Linked DNA regions of Zea mays: region 1 is linked to region 2. Evidence: chromatin contacts called from public Hi-C data. All regions are on one chromosome and are shown on one strand. Each heading gives the region's core, a stretch centred on a gene start, on an enhancer-like site or on the middle of the called end of the contact. The rest is flanking DNA. Distances are from core to core; before and after follow the strand shown.

Evidence for each region. A called contact is a pair of places that touch in the nucleus more often than the background predicts.
Region 1: a Hi-C map of leaf shows a contact between it and region 2, with 4 times the contacts expected there. The contact joins the promoter of LOC100274317 here to the promoter of LOC100280549 in region 2. A contact is called at or near these places in 4 of 25 Hi-C or Micro-C datasets (bundle sheath, ear, leaf and 1 more) and 2 of 3 datasets of contacts at active chromatin or transcription factors (leaf and seedling).

The regions. Positions count from the first base shown.
Region 1 is chr1:184,385,908-184,393,469 of Zm-B73-REFERENCE-NAM-5.0, reverse strand. It overlaps LOC100274317 (benzoxazinone synthesis 9), which reads right to left and starts at 1,791. Exons shown (of 2, transcript NM_001148680.1): 1 at 1,260-1,791; 2 at 9-1,165. The coding sequence starts at 1,743. The coding sequence ends at 261. It overlaps LOC109943471, which reads left to right and starts at 3,961. Exons shown (of 2, transcript XM_020546554.1): 1 at 3,961-4,816; 2 at 5,180-6,315. The coding sequence starts at 5,191. The coding sequence ends at 6,093.
Region 2 is chr1:184,099,862-184,107,388 of Zm-B73-REFERENCE-NAM-5.0, reverse strand. LOC100280549 (ubiquitin-conjugating enzyme E2 W) reads left to right here and starts at 2,091. Exons shown (of 6, transcript NM_001153468.1): 1 at 2,091-2,215; 2 at 2,332-2,435; 3 at 2,709-2,811; 4 at 2,911-2,974; 5 at 6,045-6,133; 6 at 6,228-6,589. The coding sequence starts at 2,186. The coding sequence ends at 6,323.

The DNA.
Region 1 (7,562 bases), core at 542-3,041, 290 kb before region 2:
TACACCATGACACAAGTCTTGTTTTATTCCAACTCGCCGTCAAGAACATGAAAGTGAGCACAGTGGTACACCAAGAACACAAGTTTTCTGTTTTATTCTAAAACATGGCCAAGAACATGGAACTGATCGCACAATGATACACTAGAACACAACACCGTCAGGAACGTGAAAGTGAGCACAGACAGTGGTACAGTAGTAGGAAGACAAGTCGAGCACGATGGACAGAGTAGGCATCACCCAACAGATCGATCGTCATGAGCTCAGAAGGATTTTATGAGATCAACCAAATCGGTTAAATCCGTGCGGGGCGACGCAGTTTCGTCGACGTCGACGCCGATGCCGATGCCTTTGGCCGCAGCGATCTTGAATTCCTTCATCCTCTCCTTGATCTCCTCCCCTTCCTTGGTGCCAAAGAGCCTGTCGATGGCGGCCTTGACCTGGCCTCTCTCCAGCTGTTCCCCCACGAGCTCCGTGCCTACCTTCCACACGTCGCACACGTACCTCATGTTGCCGAACTGGTCCCCGTGCCGCGGGCAGCAGACCATGGGCACGCCCTCCGAGATGGCCTCGACGGTGGAGTTCCAGCCGTTGTGGGTGAGGAAGCCGCCGACGGCCGGGTGCGCGAGCACCTCCTCCTGCGGCGCCCAGGCGACGACGATGCCACGGCCGCGCACCTCGTCCTCCACCCCGTCGGGCAGCGCGCCGGACTCGAAGCCGCGGATGAGATTGGGCCTGACCACCCACACGAAGGGGCGCTTGCTGTCGGCGAGCCCCCACGCGAGCTCCACGAACTCGTGCGGGTCCATGGCGGCCATGCTCCCGAAGCTGACGTACAGCACGGAGCCCGGCTGCTGCGTGTCCAGCCACTGCAGGCAGCCCCGGTCCGCCTGCACCACCCCGTGCAGGCTGGCCGTGGCCGTCGGCACCAGCTTGTTGAGCGGGGCGACGGCGAACACCGGCACCGACAAGGCCTTGTGGATCTCGGCCAGCGTGTCTGTCTCGATCAGCGGGAAGGTGTTGAAGATGAGCCCCGAGGCGCGCCGCGCCGCTGTGACGGTGCGGGCCAGCAGTTCGGCGAACTCCTCCAGGTCGGACGTGTCGACCCGGAGCAGGTCTTTGACGAGGTACGGGGGTAGCTCGGGTACGGGATCCTCCTTGCGCTCCTCTGCAGGTATGTGATGATAAGCAAGTCTAATCTAGTCTCTCTCTGCTAATAACCTCGCCGACTACGATTGGATGGAAGACGGAGACGGACTCACCTTTCACCGGCAGGTAGCCCTTGTCGATCAAGGTGCGGTACGCCATGTAGTCGCGTAACGAGGCGGCGCTGGCCGTCATCATGCCGAGCGCGGGCACGCCGAGGTCGCTGGACGCCGTCAGCACGGCGTTCCAGCTGACGTCGGTGAAGACGCACCGGACGCTGTCCCTCCCCTCGGCGGCCAGCAGCGCCGAGAGGCGGGCCCTGAAGGGGGCGTCGCAGCTGGCGTTCAGCGTGGTGACGATGGCGGCGATGTCCTCGGACGCCAGCAGCTTCGGGTCCGCCTCCACGGTCACGGGCACGAAGCGGTAGTCGGCGGGGTAGTCGGCCGGGTCCAGGGCGCCGCTGTGGAAGACGGTAATCGCGAGGCCCCGGGCGTGCAGCGCGCGGGCCAGCCGCATCACCGGGTTGAAGTGGCCCTGGAATGGGAACGGGAAGACCACCACACGGCCGCCGGCTCCGGCTCCGGTGCGCGACGACGCCATGGCTGCCGAGTGTGGGCGAGCGAGGATTGCAGATGGAGATGGGGAGAGAGAAGCGGACGGACAGTGCTGCCTGTCGGTGTCCACTTGCCATATAGAGGGGAGAAAAGGACGGCGCGTGCGTGTTTCGCGAGAGGGGCGTGGGACCCACGATGTGTTAGTAATTTATTAGTGGGGGGAAGGGAGGCGCCGCAGACACGGTCGGGTGGTCCATTCCCACGTGCGGAGCGGTGACGTGTTACGTGTGACGCCGGGCCCGACCATAGTGGGCCCGCGTGTCATCGGCTGGGTGAGCTGGGTTGGTGGGCGCAGCAGTCTCGGGGCCAAACGGCGGGGAAAACAGGAACCGAGGCGGGGGTTTCGAGATCCCCAAACGTCAAAACGGGGCAGGAAGAGGGCACCGGTTTCTGCCAACCGGAGACGTAGGTGGGGCCCACGGGCCTTGCTACGGTCCACGCGGGGGTGTGAGTGTGACGCTGTCTAGCCTATGGCCGCACGCCACGTCAGCAGCGGCGGGGTCGGCTAGCGGATAACACCACAATTCTTTGGCTCCTCGGCCTGTGCCACTCCAACCCATTTTTTGCCACGTGGTCAGCCAGCACGCGCCTGACACCACACATATGGCTCCCTCACTTTTGGCTCCTTTTTTCCCTAGCCTCTTTGTTTGATATTATAATCTATTTAGATTATATAATCTAATTTATTTTAAACTAAGTATTATTTTCAAATAAGTCAGATCCAGTTTAAAATAAGTTAGATTATATAATCTAATTTTATTATAATTCTAAACAAACAGACCTGAGCAATCCTAATAAATGATGTAGACGGGTTACAGTACATACCACATCAAATTTATGGCGACGTGGAAAAAGATAAACGATGATATAATAAAAGTAAGATGCTCATTGGTAGCTAGCTAAGACCGTGTTTAGCAGTTCACCCATATAGTTACCCAAAACATTGGTTGGTACTGTTTTGCATTGTAGCAGAGTGGAGTTTGAATATAGATATGAGAGTAGTAAGCTACTGGAAATAGCCTAAGTGTCGGTTGCACGCGGACTCCAAGGCTCTCTATATGAGAGAGAGGTGGACCAAATATTAAATGTGTAACTTGTATTGTACGAGAGTTATTATATGAGTAGACTTTTAATTGGCCATATGTGACATGGCAACATTATATAACTCGTTGTAGGCTATATTATTAAACTTGCTCGTTAAGTAGGTTAGATACTTATGTGGAGGAGAGAAATGAGGAAAGAGAGGAGAAGCGGACTATAAATTTATAGCCGGTTTAGACAAAAAAACAAGAAAGTGGGGGTCATGTAGTATACAAGTGGGATGATATGTAGGCTGCAAAGGTCCTTATAGCCGACAGTTCGCTGTATTATTAAACTTGCTTTAACTAAAGTTTAGTCCACGTATCATTAGATGTTTGAATATCAATTATGAGTATTAAGTACAATCGAATTACAAAACCAACTACATAGATAAATATTAAACGATGAGACAAAGTTATTGAGCTTAATTAATACATGATTAGCAAATATTTACTGTAGCATGACACGATTTAATCATGAACTAATTAGACTTAGTAGTCTCGTCTTACCGTTTAATCATTATTTGCATAATTAGTTTTTATAATTAGACTATACGATCGAATCAAGAACTAATTAAACTTAATAGACTCGTTTTTACCGTTTAGACATTATATGTCATTATATGCGTAATTAGTTTTGTAACTATACTATATTTAATATCTCTAACTATTATTCAAACATCTGACGTGATAGGATTAAAACTTAGCCCCTCTGTCCAAACGGGCATCAAAATGTATATTATTCTAGAAGATATAGTTATTCCAATGTGTAATATCATATGTTATTTTATATTTTTTTCACAAAACAATTAAACGTTACATATGTACAAGAGTATAAATTGTGGATCACTTAGATGATTAAAAATTAATGGATATGATCTCGTACCTAAATAGTATCTCTTTGAAAATACTATTTTTTCCTCTTTCTTTTTTACTCACATACCATATTAACTTTTCATCGTACACAAAAGATATTAAATAGGTGTGATACTATGTGAATAGCCTTAGAGGGTGTTTGGTTTCTAGGGACTAATGTTTAGTCCCTTCATTTTATTCCTTTTTAGTGTATAAATTACTAAATATAGAAACTAAAATAAAGTTTTAGTTTCTATATTTAGCAATTTTGGAACTAAAATGGAATAAAATTTAGGGACTAAACATTAGTCCCTAGAAACCAAACACCCCTTTAGTTCTTCTTCATGGGAGGTTTTTTCTATATTTGGGTTTGGCTCTTCTTACTTTGAAACTAGCTTTTATTGGGACAGACCGGACCTGCGGCTTGACCGATAAGATCAGAGCACTGACCTGTCTGATCCGCTTAAAAAAAACCGTGATGAACCGATAAAAAAACATTGAACCCCGTTAGAAACAAACCGGGAAAACCGTTTTAAAAAGCCAGGCATCAGATGGCTAGTCGCTAGAGCCATCCACTAACCGAGAGAGATCGCGTATCGTTGAGGGATTATTTATTTGCTGCTCTTGGCTGAGGCATTGTCGGGGGCGCCACCGCCGCCGCACCCACACCACCATTACCACATGTGCTTGGAGATTCGAGTTTTACAGTGTAAAAATAATATTTTATATGATTGTACTCCCTCCAGTGCAGTAAAGGTAGTCGTTTAGGACATGATTGTGCATACCAAGGAGTGATTAATTATCATAGAGTTTTCCCTGTTTGCCCCTATTAAATAGGGATATGGGTGCATTAACGTCACTAAAACAATCAGGCTTGATTGGTTGCTGCAGCAGCTCCAAGGCATTCTAGACTGGAGGTCTCAAGTTCGATTCCTCTTAAATGCATCTTTTTTTGTGCAATTACTAGGGGCAACAACGTCCAAATTCCAGACCCACGCGCGCTATGACTTCTTTTTGTGCACGCGCAGGATGACTTCTTTTACTGCACCGGAGGGAGTATACATAATTTGGTGGACACAACCTAGCATGGGAAAATAACTGTTCCCCATGACAATGACACCCTCGGTAAGTGGGATAGAGAGGCAAGCTCCAATCTCCTCCTACCATATTCTTTAATTGTCACTAACCATTTTAATCTATTTAACCTGATAATAACATGTATTATTATATTATAAATAGTCTATAATTTTTTTAAACTTCATAAAAAATTATAGTATATATAAAAACCATATATATATATATATATATATATATATATATATATATATATATATACACATATATATATATATATATATATATATATATATATATATATATATATATGATGAATGGTCGGTTCTGCATGCACATTAAAAAAATGTTTAAAAAAATTAAACATTGATGTTCCTGCATATTTACATCCAAATTGCAACAAAAAAAATGCAGGTCTGTTCTGCATGCACATAATAAAGGCATTCACCCACCTCCAAGTCCAAAACATACCTGAAAAGTACATTCTGAAGCGATATACACGTAATGCAAGATCTGTGGTTCCGTGGGACCGGCACGATGTGAGTGTTGGTGGTCAAAATGAGACAGAGCAGTCAAGGTTGTCGAAGCTGCTGCCAAAGTTAATGCGACTGGGAAGAGCGGGAAGCAAATCTGATAGAGCATACACTGAAACTATCAGGCACATCGACATGATAACTCCTGGGATTGAGCTTCTACGAACATCGGAGATTGGTCCGATTGGTCCGGACGAAGCAACAAATACTGAGTTGCAGCAAGATGCAGAAGGACGGCGGAATATTGGTCCCATCGCACCAACACAACAAAGTTCTGACAACAATATAGAACCTGTTGTGATGCCAACTGGACCTACACCACCACCAGAATCGGGCCTCAATCCAGATTCTGCAAACTGCCTCACTGATCTAAGATTGACTGAACCGCCAGTGTCGCGCACGAAGGGTAGGAAGTCTGCCAGTGGGGCTAAATGTGCTAAAAATAGTGTGGAACCTGCTAATCCATACAACACATATAGTGGGGGTCAGGGCATAAGAGAGTGTCAAACCTGCCATGTTAGGGGGCACTATAGCACAACATGCCCTCAGAACCCAAACAGAAGCAGAGCGGTCGAGAACAAGGACAAAAAGAGAAGTGCGAAAACTGTAGGTTGGACTCCAAGAAAAAGAGGTCGCCCAACAATAAAAAAAGGACTAGATGGGAATCAAGATGAGGCACAGAGTGAGGGGGATGAGACACAGCAATCTGGATGCACTATGGCGGTGGAGGAGTCAGCAGCACACGCGGTGATTGCAAGAATTAGGAGGGCGACAACTTGCCATGTTAATTACTAGGACGAAAGTGATTAAGAATGACTATGAATCTGACTGAATCTCCAATGTAATATTTCAATTTTATCTTATTTTATAACTCTGTGTAAGTTAAACTCAATAATGACTGTGTGACTGTTCGGAAAACAGTGGACACACATGACCAACCAATTGCAACATCGTAGTTGCGCTGATTGCAACTGTATGTATACACTAAATAATACATGAATCTGTGTTATCTGTTTACGTCTCGACATATAATTAAAATATATCTTGTTTTATTATCATATAACAGTTGCTACTACTCATAAACAGGTTTGCAAAGTTTGCCATCATGCTGGTTACAAAACATAGAAATAAAAAGGAGTGGTCATGGTCAGTTGCAACTACGATTACAATTTCAGTTGCAACTGTAACATATACGCTGGTTGCAACTGCCTCATATGGAAGGGCTCCACCTCGCTGGTGGGTACAGAACACAAACATATACACTGGTTGCAACTGCAAAACCATACACTGTTTTGCAACTACGATTATAATCCAGTTGGAACTCTAAAACATACACTGGTTGCAACTGCAATGGCTGGGATTTTTCAAACAATATTGGAAACTGCAGTTTAGAGTACGATAACAACTAGATGAATAGACCAGTTGCAAATGGAACCAGTGCGCTGGTTGCAACCTAAACAACATTACTGTATTGTTTCTAGAGATAACATAACACAACTGATTGTTTCTGGCTACTGCATAACACAACAGATTGTTTTTGCATGAATCTAATTGTTCAACTGGCTACTATCCCATTCAATTGGCAACGGACGACCACCAATTCTAAACTTATCAAGCGATCCAGGAATTTCAGCTTGGTTCAAAGGGTGGAAGATCTCGTAATGCAACAGCTCACATCTGTATATCGGGCCCTTGAACTGCAATGGCATAAAAACATCATAATGGTCAGTGACTATATTATGATGCACACATAGAAAACACACAACAAAAAGCACCAAAACAGATAGAAAATCAGTTGACAGCATGGCTAACCGGATTGATTTCCTTGGTCATTTTGTCCCCATCATAATATTCCATGTACTTCCATACAAAAAAAGACAATCGCTTTGACCTGCTTGCTTTGGCACATCAATAAAAGGCCGCCTCCACTTGCTAACTCTGGGTAACTTGAGGTTGGAAACTTTCTGGAAGGCTGCATCAATGATTGGGATTTTGGCAAAGACAGCCTTGTGCCGTTCTTCCTGATTAGAACAATTTAGGAAGTAGTCGTTCGAGTCCAGCACATCAATACGCTTATGGATAAAATTGAAGCAATATACAAAATAGTGAGCACCATCTTTGATAGGGACAAAAACCTGGTGCAAGGAAGGAGTAGAAAACTAATTACTAAAAATGGAAAACATATATGAAAAAAAAGTTGCAAGAAAAAAGTATAGACAGTTGCAAAGTATGTGTCCTGGTGACTGCAACTGTAAATGATGGAA
Region 2 (7,527 bases), core at 842-3,341:
AATCATTAAAAAACTCACCCTAATTACTCATTCAAAAAGGAACAATAATAAAAATATCCACACGATAAACAACGACAGGATGTAATGATCATATATTCTGACAAAACAAGCAGAATTACACAAACCTCGTATTCTTGAAATTTATTATTATGGCATCTATATTCTTGTCTTGCTCAGAAAACAAAGCACCTTTCATATATGAAGCATATGCCTGAGAAACAATTGCATTTTGGTGAAAATATTTTAGATTTGTCTTCAAAATAGTTCAAATACTATTAAAAATACAGTTGATAGAAAGTGAAAGAAAATATACGTCAGCTTCTAGAGATTTCCTAGAATCTCCTTTTACAAAACATAATTGTGAAAAGTGACGCCCATTTAACTGCTTTCCGAAATCGACCAGACATGTAGATACACTGTTTTTGCATTTGTACCAGAAGTTTTCTTCTCGATGGCATGACTCCATGCTCGCTCGGCCATATAAAACACTACATGGAGAAACCTGCTCTCACATGTTAAATTGCTTCATGAAGTCCTCTCTAGGTTCAAACAAATTGTAATAGTCCTTGCTCAAAACATCAGACAAGGTTTATATAAGACTGCAAAGAGAATTATGAAGAAAAGCAACATGCTATATAGCATATTATCAGCAGAAGGGACCACACCTCACATTTGTGACTATTGACTCGGTTATATTCCTTTTGTTATATTTACCTCGGCCATGCAAAAACTTGAGAGACTTGTACAACCTTCCAAGTCGTGCAGAACAGTATCGCCTGCAGACAGAGAGGCAAAGGCAGACACACCAATGAGGTAATGACAAAGGACCCCCATTCTAACTGATAGCAGAAAGCGTGATAGAAAACGAAAAAGCATAAACAGGCCAAAAGTTTGAAACAAAATTTCAAGATTTCCTGTGGGGTACCGGTACAAATGCATAGAATTGGATCGCATTGTACAACAATTCATAGTGATAATACTTGAACACAATTCGACCTTTAGGTTCGAGAATGACATCCTCCAGATCGGCATTGGGCACGGGCGGTGGCGTCGATGCTGGCTCCACCCATGGGAACGATCGGCGGCTCGAGGAAGTCGGGCACGAGCGGGGACGCCCGAAGCGCGGTTGGCAGTGGGTGCGGCGTGGGACCCTACCTGCTCAGCTCCGCAACGCAGTTGGCGCAACACGCGTTGGTGCCACCACGAGGAGGCGGCGCGAGGAGGAGGCACGCGGCGCCGACGGCCTAAGACCAACTCCAGCAGCCTCCGTATGTGGCTCCGTATCTCCTTTTTGCACTGCGCAGCACACTATTTATCAGTCCAGCGGACTCCGTATCCGTCACCCTAAAAAGCACGCCGTGTACGGAGGCTCCCCTTCGCCACGTCTTCTCTCTCCTCTCCGCACAAGTCTGAGAAATGGTGCAATTAAAAGCCTGTGCTCGCGGGACCCAGCTGTCATAGTCTGCATGCATGTGAATAGGGAGTGTAAATACGGAGCGTTCCTGCAAACCACCCTTCATACGTACCTCCGTATCCACGCCTGCCACTCCGTAGGATACGGATTCGGAGCCAGCACTGCTGGAGTTGGTCTAAGGCGTCGCCATTTCGGGGAGGGAGTCGAGCGCTAGAGAGTCATGCGACACGGGGGCATGAAAGAGAGGGGAGCATTTGAGAGAGATGAGGAGGACGTGAGCGGTTGAGTGGAGGCGTCCACCATGGAGGTGGCGGCTGCGAGCAGAGGGGTTAGGGATCGGGATAGAGTAGAAGCGGATTGGCAGAAGACGTAGAGCGATTGCTGCGTTGCGACTTGCGAGCGAGCATCGTTCGAGGGGAGACGGACGGAGACACTAACGGGAAGACGAACGGAGACACTAACGCAGGGGCCCATCATCCACGATCGAGGTGGGCAGAACACGGGAGGTAGAATCGGAGGGAGGTAGAATCGGAGACAGACTACTCTTACAGTCTTAATAATTAGTAGGGATTTGATGAACGCAGAAAAATAAAAGAATAATAAAGAAAAGAAAAAAAACGGAAGCATCCAAGTCTGAAATCGATATAAAAGAGGATGAATAGCAGACTGCGCCGCGGTTTCGTTCCTTCTCCTTGGCCTTCGTCTCCGCCTTCCGACTTCCTCTAGAATTCGATTCCCTTTCCCAAGAAACCAAGAACCCAGCCCCCCACCATGACGAGCTCCTCCTCTCCTTCCAGAAAGGTACGTGCTCTCCTCCCCCCCAATCCATCGGATTCGCCGCCCGGGGAGCGCCCAGGCGGTTGGTTTTCCGTCCCGATTCGGCTAACAATTCGATCGATCCCTTTTCGCCTGTGCAGGCGCTGAGCAAGATCGCTTGCAATCGGCTGCAGAAAGAGCTCGCCGAGTGGCAGCAAAACCCCCCCGTCGGGTTCAAGCACAAGGTCTCCGATAACCTCCAAAGGTGCCGCCTTTCTCATCGTATCCCTCCCGCCCTCCCTGCAATTCCTCATTTTTGTTGTGTTTGTCTTTTCTTTTTCGTATTTATGTGGGTATTTTTTTTCTTTAGCCTTGTTGCCGTCATCTAGTTGGGTGGGTTCAACCGTTCAAGAACCCTCTTCTTCTGTTGATATTTGCTCTTGATATCTAGGGCTTTTCTTTGATCTCAGTCGTTCTCTGTGGAGGTGGATTTGGACTACCTGCCTGATAGGATAATTCTCTCTGGATAACTGAACAGGTGGGTAATTGAGGTCACCGGAGCGGCGGGCACCCTTTACGCCGGCGAGGCTTACCAGTTGCAGGTTGACTTCCCTGAGCATTATCCTATGGAGGCACCTCAGGTCTGGTTTTCTCGACAAAGATTGCACCTTTAGTCGATTGTTTGTCTTCTCATTTCTTCTGTTCCTTCCATTTCATTTGATTGGACTCATCTTTTCCAGGTCATTTTTCTCAATCCAGCGCCAATGCATCCACACATTTACAGCAACGGGCACATCTGCTTAGGTAAAACTGCTTCCTAGCCATCTTGTCTGATGGAGAACATTTGCACATGACTCCATGTTTGATAATGCTTTTCATTAGCTTTGTGGCGGTGGCCTAATGGGAATGTTCTTTGCCTGACCTAATAATGTTCCATCTAGCTGTCAGTTAGGTGCTAAGATTCTATTTGTTAGAAGAAAGTTGCCAACTTAACCAATTGTGCTTTTATAGTGCTATTTAGTAGGCTCACGACTGAGATGCCTCAACACACATTTCCTTTTGTTACTAAAAGGATCTTGATTGGATTGCCATATGTGTGTGAAATTGCTATGTTCAGGAGTTCTGTATTTGGCCTTCTAAAGTTATCTTAATGCCTGGATGCTGGTGGCTTGTCCAGTTGTTCTTTTATCATGCTCATATCATATTACGCCTATGCATCTGTACCACCTAGTGATTAGCACAATAGTGGCTAAAGTCCCAGCTAGTCATTAGCACAATAGTGGCTAAAGTCCCAGCTAGTCATTAGCACAATAGTGGCTAAATTCCCAGCTAGTCGTTAGCACAATAGTAGCTAAAGTCTTGTTTTGTATCTATCCTTACATCATGAGTTATAACTTCTTTTAACAACCTCATGATCTTTCTTGCCTCTGAAATTGATTAGGGTTTGATAAAATCGTGTTGTAGGGGTTTTCCCTACAGCCTTTCCCTTAAAAATGATTACTTGAGGTGTCTAGATGCTACTCTTGTTTATGACTTCACGCATTGTTGTCTGTCAGTTTGTTAGATTTGTGAGTTGTGATAATTGTGTATTATTGGAAAATTGTTGCTAAATCTCCTTTTTCTTGGTTATTTATTGGAGAATATATTCCATCTTATCTCATATTAACCCGTAGAAAAAATTCCTATTAGCATACTGTTATAGTACTATGCATGTGTGCATAAAAAACAACCTTTTTATTTCGCGCCAAATGTTTTTTTTTTTTGTCATGTTCCTTGATGACAGTAGAGAGTTCTAAACATGAAGAAAAAGTAAAGTCAGAATTTTCAGTACCTTCTTTAAAAAGTCATTTGAGCATCCAGTTATGACTATGAGTTATGAGCCTGGATATGAATATCTAATTGTGCAGATGTAGGCAGAACGCAGAATGTAGCAGGGGATAATGTGTTAGGTAGGGAAGCATGTTAGGTTGGCTGGCCATTGCAGCCGTCTTCAGCAAATTAACTTATTGGAAAGTTTGTGACAGACTAACATCTTAATGTGAAGATATAGTTTGAGAATTAATTACAGAACACTTCTTTAGTTTACTTCTAACTATTATATGGCTTGAATCCTTGTTATTCAGGTTCCATCGTTACTTACATTCTATGAAAGCAGATGCTAGTACATTGGGGAATAAATGAACAGTTATTCATAATTTCATATAAAACACTTCAAGTAACTATGTGAAAAGGTTGTTTTTGGCATTATTCTTCTCATTTAACTATTTAATGTATCCACATAGGTTATGTCCTCGGTTCCTTGCTCTATGTATATATTGTTTCAAGTAATAGCAAGTCAAAGGGAACAAGATATGGTATACACATACACATATACTATTTCAATCCATCACATGCAGAGTGACCAGGCTGCATGTGAAATTAGATAGATTGTCTCATGGATGGACTTGTTTATTTGTTAGTAGGAGATTCTTATTCATCTGTTTCTGTGCTAAATGGTGTCATTTACTGTCTCATTTCTTATACAGATTGTAGCTACTAAATCTTAACTACAAGTTAGCTGTTGGTAATTGTAAGTGCAATCCTGAATATCAGTTCTCCATAATGGACTAATGGCATGCCCTGTATTGCTTATATCAATGTTTTCCCTCTTGTGCCCATAATTTCAATGATCGATCCAATAGTATGCGACTAAGCCATATATTTTCCCCACCGGTACTTAGTAGTTCTCTTGACATGCATGTCAGTCCTGTTATAGCTGCTATTGTAGAAAATGAGAATTATGAGCTTTGTCATTGGAGCCATCCCTCTTTACAACACTTCTAAACATCAACACCTAGATGTGAATGGAAATCTGTGCCTCTCAGCAGTGGTTGCTAAGTGACTCTTGCACAGTTTTCCTTTGTTATCTGTTATGTCAATAACCTACTCAGCTTTGCAAAATGCTCTAAAATTCCAGTTTAGTTGTCTGTTAAATATATACCTAGTGCCCTCTCTGAAGTGAGGTGAGAAACTTAAATACCCCCTCTGATAAAAAAAAACTTAGTTCAGGATATAGGCAAGGTGAAACTTTAACCATTAATTTCTGTAAAAAATATTTTAAATAGAAAGTTATATGTTATAAAATTACTTATCATGAAATATCTAGTAGCACTAATCTTGTGTTAAAAAACTATTTACATTTTTAAGGTTTAAAGAAAATGACTTAGGACAAACCTAAAATTATGAACTTATATTTCTGATCGGAGGGAGTAGTTTTTTTATGGACATACAACTTATGGAGGAGACATGACTAATAAAATATTGAGCACCAAAATAATGTTTCACCAGGATTTAAATTTATTGGTTGCCATATCTCATGATTTACTGTACTGAATGTAGTCTACCAGAGATCAATTTTAAGTTGATGTAACCAATGGATCTGAAATTCATGTAGCTGAAAATGGTTCAAAAAGCAGCGTAGCGGCACCAATTATCACCTTACTATTCTACATTAGAAAATCTATACTGAGTGTGAAAGGAAGCATATACCCTGTTGGACTTGTTTTCACAAGTTCTTTGTTGACCTTGGTGGATTTTTCTCAGTTTGTGAATGAGATGAAAATAATGACCTTGGAGCCCCGTCAACCATGGTCTACAATCGCCTTGTAAATTGTATAATAGCTAAAGCCTACATCAAAGTATTTATACCCTTTACATTTGCGTCTGGAGAATTTACTCTCTTCTGTTTTCCATTAATCCACTGTCCACTTACTCATGAGTTCTCTGAGATATTGAATGGAACGTAAACAATTTTTGTGGAGCCTTGATGGATGTGGATTACAGTTTACTGTATGGTTTGTGATTAACAAATTCCTGCTGTTACTCTTGTCTGCAGATATTCTGTATGACTCGTGGTCACCAGCGATGACCGTGAGCTCTGTCTGTATCAGTATCCTGTCTATGTTGTCTAGTTCGCCAGCAAAGGTGACACTTAGTCATCATACTACTTGATCTATTCAAACCTCGGTGCTCTCACTCCATAGCCAGACTCTAACTAGCTAGAATGTATTGTTTGCAGCAACGCCCGGCGGACAATGACCGCTATGTTAGGAACTGCCGCAACGGGAGGTCGCCAAAGGAGACTAGATGGTGGTTCCATGACGACACGGTGTAATGATCTCTGTGGCATTGCCTGTCAGCCTTCTGTACTGTGATATATCTCTTCAAGGGGGAGATGAGATGATTTAGGCCTATTTCTAAGCAGCCCTCTATTGGATTGCGAAGCTTACCTTGCTGTGGTGGTATGTAAATGAGTTGCTCACGTGTCAGTCTGGGAATATGTGTTATCACCATCAATGATATAATATAGAATAAAGCAAGATTGTACCCTGCCTAAGTCACTGAAACGAGCTCAAAAGTAATGTGCAGGTTTGACTATGATTTGTTGTGGTCAATGTGCCTTCGTATCAGTCTGCAGTCTGCTTATGCATTTGCCTATTTGTTCATTGTAGTGCTGTACTGCTGCTACTGTGATAGTTCCAACTAGTCACAAATTATCTGTGTGCTCATGGATTTGGTATTTCCAGTTTTCAGTCTCTGTTTATGGATGTTTTGAAATCAAGTGTGAAGTGGGGGTAGCCTGACGCTGAGTTTGAACTGCAATGGTGTATATTCTCGAGATCCTCTGTAGAGTATGCTGCCAATGGAAGTTTTGGCTGCAGAATTCATGGCTACAGTTTCAAAACGTAAATGAAAATATTCTATTCCATTCATAGATTGCTTCGAGAGGAAAAATAGTGCTACAGTTTCGTAGAAATTGAAGTCAGTCTTCATACTGTTTGCTAGCGCCATTAATTTCATATGTTCCGACTGTCTAAGCTCGCACCTTGTCCAACAAGAAAGCTCCATCGCGCACGGAAAACACTTGCACATGCACCTAAATCCTTTAGGTCTAAAACTCAACTTCATGTTTTTTTTTGCTTCAATCCGTATCTGCTTCTATAATGTGTTTTGTCTATAAGAATAGCGAGCAGGTGTACATGGAAGTTTAGTGCATATGTGCACATATTAAATCATAAATATTCATCTCAGATTTAATGTCTCTAGTAGGGGTGAAAACTGATCGAATACGCATGGATACGAATTCGAATGTTACAGTTTACCATATTTTAGCTCGAATTCGGATACGAATACAAAACCGATAGTCGAATCCGAATTCTTATTCGGATATTTACTCAATTCAACACAAACAGCATACCCTAAAATTTAACATATGTATATATGGATTTTTATTTAACTACAAGTTTATAGATAGTCAAAACAAACTTAAATTAAAATAGATTTCTCGTGATCCTCTATATCCAAGTCAACAAATCTAT